Regions from separate parts of the Anser cygnoides genome. Here regions 2 and 3 are each linked to region 1. Evidence: chromatin contacts called from public Hi-C data. All regions are on one chromosome and are shown on one strand. Each heading gives the region's core, a stretch centred on a gene start, on an enhancer-like site or on the middle of the called end of the contact. The rest is flanking DNA. Distances are from core to core; before and after follow the strand shown. Region 1 has its middle 64 kb from the start of TRIB1. Region 2 overlaps NSMCE2 (NSE2 (MMS21) homolog, SMC5-SMC6 complex SUMO ligase). Region 3 overlaps NSMCE2 (NSE2 (MMS21) homolog, SMC5-SMC6 complex SUMO ligase).

Region 1 (2,814 bases), core at 189-2,688:
ATTACTGCAAAACAGAATAGTTGTCTTCTAAGTCAATTCTCCTGCATATGCAGCAGGCTTGAGTAAAGTGGTTTCATGCAGGCAACAGTAATTGAAAACAGCCATTGAAGTGGTAAACAAAACCAGAACGCTAAATATTAATGTGCAGTAAGTGCCCATGTAGGTTTTCCTTCAATATTAAGGATTTAAACCCCACAGTGTATTTGCAATAACCCATTCTTGTTTTAAAAACATTTTGTTCCAGATAGCTCAAAACCCTGGTCCCTCCTGGCAATGAGAACAATAGTTTTCTCGTGGAAGCGAAGGATAACTTGTTCTAAGGCAAAAATTTCTATAAAGTTCAACCAAGTGGCTCACAGGCAAATGGACTCTGTTGCAAGAATAGTGGGTCAGGACCTTGGTTTTTGCTTCTCCGAAAAGGAGCACCTCCAACAACACAGAGCCCCATAGCAACATGCTCGGGCATTGACTCCGCACTGAGTCAGAAGGAAGAATGCCATTTAGTGACTCACCAGCACCACTTCTGCAGCACTGTGTGGTGCTAAATAATCTAATCTGTCTATCTACTCGAGAGCCTCTAAAGAGTGCTAGTGTGCAAGGTAAAGAGTTTTCACTGGCACACATGAAAGGCGTTAAGGACTGGATCCTACTCGGTGGAAAGCTGCCATCATTTCCACCGGGATTTGGACCAGAGCTTAGGCGCAACACAGAGTGTTTGGGGAAAAAAAAAAAAAAAAGAGGTTCTTGAAATCAAAAGGCAATAGCTATGGTTATCAAACACAAAGCTCTGCTCTCAGGTATTCTGCATTATCTGTGCGTGCCGATCTCCCTTTGATGTCGCTGAGGAAGCTGCTGCTCTCCAGGGGAGCAGCGCGCTGGGAGCAGAGCGCAGGGGCAGCAGGACAGGCAGTCCTGCAGGTACGCAGGACAGTCGCGGAGCTTCCTGCCGCTCTCCTGTAGGTGGCAGTGCTAAATTTTTTAACAAAAGCGGATTTTGTGAACTCTGGCTGAAGTTCTCGGTTATTCAGTAATCTTATCTGAATGGAAAAGCTAAACCATGCAAGCCACTTCCCTGTCACAGCAGCGTGCTTCGCGCAGACACAAAGGAATGCATGCCTGATCCTGCAGTCAGTGAAAGTCTAGGGGAAAAAGAAATGTAAGGTCATGGCTTGTATTCATGTCATTAACTGAACGCTTTCCTGCTAGGAGTTCAGTCCAGACAGAGAACTCTGGCTCTGATTTCCTCTCAGGATCACAATTGTAGGATATCGCTGCTGTCTCGGTTACACAGTGATACGCGGATGTGTCAGAGCCGTTCCTTACCCCGGTCTAAAACGTGCTTTCAGCTCCCGGCCCATGTTAGATAGCCACGCTGCCTACAGTTGGCTTCTGCTAGCAGTTTCAGTGCCTTGCAGACATTGCTGTGAGATTGCCACAGGACCCAAGGTGCACCTCTTGTGGCAGAAGAGCCATTTGTCCTTTCCCAGACCTACTGATACATCCTGTTATTTGCAGCAAACCAAGAGAGGCAGCTGTGGATAGGAAAACCAGAGAGGCAGCTGACGAAAATGAACATCTGGAGGGCAAAGGAAGGATTCCCTGGGGACTCAGGGGGATGCTCAACCCATATCAGCCCTGGGCATCCATCTCCAGACCCACACAACAGCACATCTACATTGCAGGTGTTAACGCGGGTGCAAGAAGCTCCCCTCAAAACCAAGCTGTCAGAGCCAAACCCAAGGTGTCAGCGGGCTGCTTAGCCATGGGCTGGCACTCTCCCATGTGTATCTAAGCATGTATAAAAATCGCAGCAGCATATGATGGTTTTCCTGCTGACCCCATCTACCTCATATCTGATACGTAACCTGTCTTGTGAAGGTTAATACACTACTGTTGCAATAGCAGATTCACAAGCTTTTTGAGACCTGAAAAACTCTGTTTCAAGAGCACCATGTGGCAGGAAGTCCCATGTGTCAGATGCTGTTACGAAAACATCCTCCTCTTGCACCAAATATGGATCTGTCACCCTCGGTTTCACTGGTTCCTTTTGTCAACAGATATCAGGAATAATAACTACCAGGGACACACAAGCTTTTGGAACATCATACACAGAAAATACTGTTTCTGGCCAGGGTCTCAGTCCAGAGGGGCTTCAGGTTTCCCTCCCAGATTTGCTGCTTTCCTTACTATGGGAAGGGAAGGCAGGCAGGACTCTGAGCATGCTGTAATTAAAGCTTCTCTGGTGGCCAGATTCAAAACAACGTGGATATCATCCAGGTATAAGCCAGAGAGAAGCTTGTATCATGACTACCTGCTTTTTACCTCTTCTTTAATTAATGGAGGATGTCTCAAGCAAGCTCCTCCTGCCAGCACTGAAGGGAGAGAGCAAAAAAATTCCCTCTCATCCTTTATCGCAGCTGCACTCATTTGACAGGCACTCAACCCAAGGACGCTGCTTGCCTTCCAAGGTGAAAGCTCTCAAAAAATTGATGCTTATGTATCTAGTAAACTCCCAGTTTTTACTACCATCGTGGGATTCAAGTATCTGGAGAAGAGATTTGACTTATGAGGGATGGCAGCACTAGCAGCTCAAAAGTTCATTCATCCTCAAGAGCATATATATCAGATGAAATGAGTTTCAAAGGACCATTCACTTGAACTGATTTACAGGTACACCAGCAGACACAGAGACACTTCTTTCAATGACATAATTTTACTAGGCCAGGAGCATTTTTTGCTATTGCAGACAAGATCAGGACATTTTTATTTTGTGTGTCAGAAGGAAAGCTTTGCTTTACATGCACCTAGCCTAGG
Region 2 (2,814 bases), core at 236-2,735, 200 kb after region 1:
AATAAAGCTTACATCAGTACAACTCTCTCATCCCTACAGCACAGGGTGAATAGTAGGATCCTTAGAGGAAAAAGACTTGGGGACCACTGTGGTCGGAGCTCACTGAAGGTTTGTTTCCAGAGTACAGCAACAGCGAACAAGATGCCAGGAGGCACAAAAGAAAGAGGAGGTAGTAAAAAGCTGGGAACAGATTCTGGGTCTTTATATCATTAGAAGCCTCAGAGATATTTCAGACTGCTTTAATTCTACTGCAGAATACTTTTCTTTTGACTTCATGTGAGCTCTGTTATTATTGACAATTCCATAGTAAAAATATCCATACTTGCTCGTTATTGCTCGCTGGGATTCCCAAAACATCTCACAACATTAAATAAGGATTAAATGGACAGAAATCATTTTAAACTTACTATTGTGGACTGTAAGCAGATGTCAGGACAACTATATGCATAAATAGAGATAACTGTGAACCTGCTTGGAAATATCGGACATTAAATCTTTCCAATATTCCTGTGAAATGGGTAAGCATTATTTTTATTAGTATTATTATTTTGCAGAAAGTAGTAAAACGAACCCATTCCAGGCTGCGAAGAAGTAGATTAACTGCTACATTTTGTCCTGCGTTGCCAAATGGGGTAACATTTGATGAAAGGCTACAAATCTTTAAATCTTCAAAATCATTTGAAACAGTGAAACAGATTCCCTCAATTTTCTACATTCCTCAGATTAATATTTATTGCAGCTTTATTACAGCTTTTAAAAGTGAATAATTTTAAGTACAGCAGCACAGTAATACATGGTAGCATCGGTATGTGTACTAGCTTGCAGCCATGCCACCTTCACCCAGAAACAGATCAAAATCCCTTTAAACAGGATTGAAGTGAGTCAGTGGGTAGACGGCAGCTTCCTAAAGGGAAATATGGTGCTGAGAGAAAGGAAAGTCTTACTTCAGTAGGAGGAATTCTACATGGGAAATTACTGATTAAAACCCAGTGCTGGATTTTGTTCTGAAACTTTCAAAGCACACATCAACATAAAGCCGTGAAAGATCTGCTTACTCATGAATAAATATCACAGTAATTTTAATCTGATGTCCCCAACATCCAACTCAAAAACCCCTTTCTATCTTCTCTAGTTAAGTTTTCTCTGCTGTTTCAATCAGATGGAGGAAAACTTATTTTTCTCTTTCGGATTATTATGGAGTCACAACGTTTCTATATAGCAACCCTTATTCCCTCAGAAGATTTTCATTTCAATCCTGGTAGAGGAAGTAATCCCTGCAACCATTATTTACCTCCCAGAGAGCAGAGAGGCTTAGCCAGTGTTTGCAAAGCAGCTGAGATCCTCTAAAGAAAGGTTACGGAAGGTTACAAGGCTACTGTAAAGCAGGGAATATCCTGAGCCAACTGTGGCACACAAGTGGCACCTCTTCCCATCAACAGCCGACAGGGTTTCACGATCTAAAAAGCAGGCTTGCTCCCTCTTTATTCCATGTAACACTACCACCACCTGTTAAGGAGCTTAGATTCAGTCATCCCGAGAGGTTTTTATGGCTCCCATAACCCCTGGAAGAAGAGTTCTTTGTTCTCTGGACGGTTTAACTGGAGAGGGCTTTAGGCGGCTCATGGATCACGGCCAGATCAGCAGAGAGGTAAAGCAGCCAGTTTCTTTTCAATATTTTTGGAGCTTCAAGGGAAGTACTGTTTACTTCCTATGTTCTCCTGCCCCCTAGCGAGCTTTGGTTTTCACTCCACCTGAACAATCGTGGCTGCTTTACAACTCACACGCACACAACCGTGCTGAAACACCAAACTGTTTTCTTTTTATGTTCTTCACAACTGTTCCCTACATCCTTCTCCACTAAGTATGTCAGAAAACGAAGAGCCTTTTCTAGCCCTAGTATGCAGGCTTTTACTTAACAGGGAAGCACCCTCAAGACTGAAATACCATAAAAGCACTTTAAATACGTCAAAGAAAATTCATATGTTAATTTCTATTTCTTCTTTATATTATTCTTATATTAGAGCACTGAAGTTAGAAAAATTACATACACGTTCTTTCATGAATCGCCCTTAAATCTTAGGGAGAAAAAAAAAACCACAACAAAACCACAGCGTTTGCTGCCTATAAAACATCTCAAATACAACACATGAGCAAAGCCCCTATCATAATCTAAAGAAAAAAGAGGGAAAAGTGATCCAGGAAGATCTTTAAAAAAAATTTTTTTTTTAAATCTAACTTCCTATCAGGTGCATTTATGGGAGATCCCTCCATGATACTGCATTTAACTGTAGCCAGTCCAGCAAACACTAATGTGTATTATTTAATAAATATGCCTACCAGTAAAGGTTTTCAAGGTTGGGCTCTTGGAGAGTAACAACTCAGAAAAGAAACAGACGTCACTTACTGCACTAACTTTGTATGCCTTTTGGGTTATCTATCTTCAGATGTAAATCCAACCTCTCTCATGTACTTCCTAAGAGAATTTTACCCCAGTACTATTCCCAAAAAGCAGAGTTGTGTAACATGCAAGCATCTTCGCAGCAACAGGGCTTGTAAAATAAAATACTGACCACATAATCACAATAGAATTCTTTTGCCACTGCAAAGCCTAGCAATGAAACCTGTCAGAAGCTGGATGAAGCTAGATTTTGTAAAGGAAATTAAAACAAACTGCAAATGGACAACAACAAGAATGCAGAAGCATATTACCTAAAGGTGTCTCAAAATTAAATGACTACTTTGCCTCAGAACATGCAGGCTAAGTAGAATAGGTGGGTGACAATTTTATATATGTGACAAGTTGTGTTAATGAGT
Region 3 (2,814 bases), core at 135-2,634, 160 kb after region 1:
GCAGACGAGCAAAGATGCAATATAAACCACACGTCAGGAAAAACACAGATTACAAATCCAGGATAATGAAGTGCAAGTGAAAGCTTGTAAGGTATTTCAAAATAATGCCAGCCTGGTATAACAGGCATTTGTTCGAGGACTAAAAAAGTATTACGAGCTGATATAAGAAAGATAACAGACTAGGGAAGAAATAGTTCAAGAAGCAGTCCACATGACAAAGTAATTCAAGGAAGGAATTTACATGCAGTAAATGCAAACAGTTATCCCAGTACAAAACTTGCAGATCCTTTTCTTTTATTTCAGCTTACATATGCTATATGTGAGTTCAACAAAACAAAAACAAAAAATAAAAAAACACACCAAACAAAACAAAAAAAAAACAACAAATAATAATTAAAAAGAAAAAGAAAGAAAAGAAAAAACACTCATCCCAGAGCAAGAAGGCAGGGAACACTGATTTAACTATATTTTTTTTCCTGACACTGGCAAAACCTTGCCCACGAACAAGCCCCCATTTAACTAGGGTACAGGCTGAGAAGAGACAAGGGAAAATTTTAGAAGTGTTGGGTGAACAGTGGCGTAGGAAAACTTCAGAGTCCAACAAGAGTATTGTGAAATGCTACATGTGACAACATTACAAATCACGCAGGGGAAGATCTGATTCAAAAAAACAGAATTTTGGCTGGCAAAAACACGTTGGCTCACTTATGGTTTCCAGAAATGTTTTTGCTATACAGCATGCTGAAAGTCTTCAGCTTACAGGAGTTCTTGGCCATGGCAGAGGCTTGTGGTGACATAATGCAGGCACAAACCAACCCCCAGAACAAAAGGTTAAAGTCTTTTACAATATTTAATTTCTGTAGAGATTTAAACATTTAAATATGTCATTACAAAACAAAATGACTCAGTATAGATGTAATTCAGATGTACCAAAATGCATTAGTCATTCAATAAAACCGGCACCGAGGATTTACTAAAAATACTTTACAGAAGGAAAACAACAACATATATTTACTTTATTGAACGGTTGTTGTGGAAAGCAGATAAAAACAAATCCTGCGTAAATCACCTTAATTTGCCTACCCCTAACTAGGGCTGCTAGTCCCACTGGTAAAGCAGCAGAACTAGCTCAGCTCCAGTTTCCAACCCTTGTGCCGAACGGCAGCACAAGAGGAAGCGACGCGTGGCGGTGCCGGTGATCCCACGGCAAGCAAACAGGGCAGGGAACGAAGTAACTGGCAGGATACGAGGCTCGCTGCCAGGTACAGGTCCCAGGAGGGGCAGAGTTAACCTGCATCAGCTTCCTCCTCCTCTAGCACCCCAGGGAGCACCAGCAGCAAGGAGCCGGGCCATCAGGACACGAAGACAGAAGCAGAGCGGTTTATAAGGCTGTTGGATTGCGGGGAGCACAAAGAAATCTCCCCATACGGTGAAAAGACAACGCAAGCCAGCAGCACGGCCCCTTCTGGTGCTTCAGGTCCCTCCGTGGAAGCGCTGAGGGGACACGGTGCCACCCGGGGCCTGCTCAGGCACCCGGTGCTCCTCATTAGGGCAGGGAGCCACGGCCTGGGCCGGGGAGGTGTGCTCTGATTGATCGAGTCACTGCTGTGCGTGGTGAGGAGGTGCCAGGAGAGGCAGGCAGGCTCTGCCACATCAGGGGTGACCTCTGGAGATCTGCACGAGCTTTGAAGAAGTTTCTCCGAGGCCCCAGCAGGGCAAGATGGAAGACATGAGGGAAGGAAGAAGATACGGACTTGCAGAGGGTGGAAGCTGGAAGCCTGTGACTTCAGGTAACAGGAATAAAGCTCTCTTTCCTCCTGTTTCAGGAAAAGTAGTGGGTGTTTTGGGAGAAAATACTAAGCAGGTATCTCAAGTCCTTGGATTAGTACCAGCACTAAGCGAAATACCCGTGTTAGTGGCTGGTGATGCTCCTCCACGTGAGACAGAGGCATCTATCCCTGTTATCCAGGTAGGTCTGATGTGTGTCCAGGGCCTGGGTCACCGCCAGCGCAGACAGACTGCCATCACTCAGCCGGCCTTCCCAACTCCATGCCAGAAGGGAAAGTTACACATTTCTGTTTGGAAAGGAGGGCATGCAGAGGATTGCCACAAGTGTCTGGATACCAATGCACAGAGCTTGGGCAACCAACAAGAGCTGGAAGTCTGTTCGCAGTCAGAGAGTTACGACTGTGATCAGGATCACAAACATTAATGGGATACCATTCGTGACTGGAAAAGTGTCACAGGAGAACAAGCAGTGAGGAAAAAGGGCAATTGCACCTGCTTACAAAGTGTTTCATTGTCCATGCAGAGTTTCAGGGTGAAACGGACTGATCCAAAGCAAAGGCAATATTGGTCCCGTGGCACTGGGGGCCTGTTACAGGCCATCCGACCAAGGGGAAGAGGTGGATAACCCAAAACAACTCACTTATCGGCCATGGTCCTCACTGGGGATTTCAACCATGTGGGCCCCATGGCACTGTGCAAGCAATCCAGGATGTTTCTAGGCTGCATTGGTGATAACTCTTTAACGCAGATGCTAGAGAGACCAAGCAAGGGTAATACTCTACTTGCCCTCTGCACACAAACAAGTGGCAAATGTGGTCACAGATAGCAGCTTGGGATCAGTTACCACAAGCTGACTGCATTCAGGATCCAGAAAAAGGCCAGGAAGGTAAGCAGGAGATTTAGGATTTGGGATTTTATGCAAGTGGACCCTGGGTTATTCAAGGAATTCTTCAGCAGAAACTCCTGGGAAACTGACACAAAAGGTGCCTAGGATAGGTGGTGATTTTTTTTACAGAAAATTTATTG

Evidence for each region. A called contact is a pair of places that touch in the nucleus more often than the background predicts.
Region 2: a contact with region 1 is called in a Hi-C map of liver, with 2.7 times the contacts expected there. The contact joins two enhancer-like sites. A contact is called at or near these places in 5 of 7 Hi-C or Micro-C datasets (fetal liver, granulosa cells and liver).
Region 3: a Hi-C map of liver shows a contact between it and region 1, with 1.9 times the contacts expected there. The contact joins two enhancer-like sites. A contact is called at or near these places in 2 of 7 Hi-C or Micro-C datasets (both in liver).

The regions. Positions count from the first base shown.
Region 1 is chr2:152,362,640-152,365,453 of Taihu_goose_T2T_genome, reverse strand. No RefSeq gene overlaps it. Among named protein-coding and RNA genes, the nearest start is that of TRIB1, 64 kb to the right of the region's middle. Within about 2 kb of position 1,438, at least 2 of the 3 cell types and tissues checked have open chromatin away from gene starts, as enhancers often do. A contact at or near this core is called in liver, where this site is marked.
Region 2 is chr2:152,167,567-152,170,380 of Taihu_goose_T2T_genome, reverse strand. All of the region lies in intron 2 of NSMCE2 (NSE2 (MMS21) homolog, SMC5-SMC6 complex SUMO ligase), which reads right to left. Among named protein-coding and RNA genes, the nearest start is that of NSMCE2, 6.8 kb to the right of the region's middle. Within about 2 kb of position 1,485, at least 1 of the 3 cell types and tissues checked has open chromatin away from gene starts, as enhancers often do. A contact at or near this core is called in liver, where this site is marked.
Region 3 is chr2:152,205,876-152,208,689 of Taihu_goose_T2T_genome, reverse strand. All of the region lies in intron 3 of NSMCE2 (NSE2 (MMS21) homolog, SMC5-SMC6 complex SUMO ligase), which reads right to left. Among named protein-coding and RNA genes, the nearest start is that of NSMCE2, 45 kb to the right of the region's middle. Within about 2 kb of position 1,384, at least 1 of the 3 cell types and tissues checked has open chromatin away from gene starts, as enhancers often do. A contact at or near this core is called in liver, where this site is marked.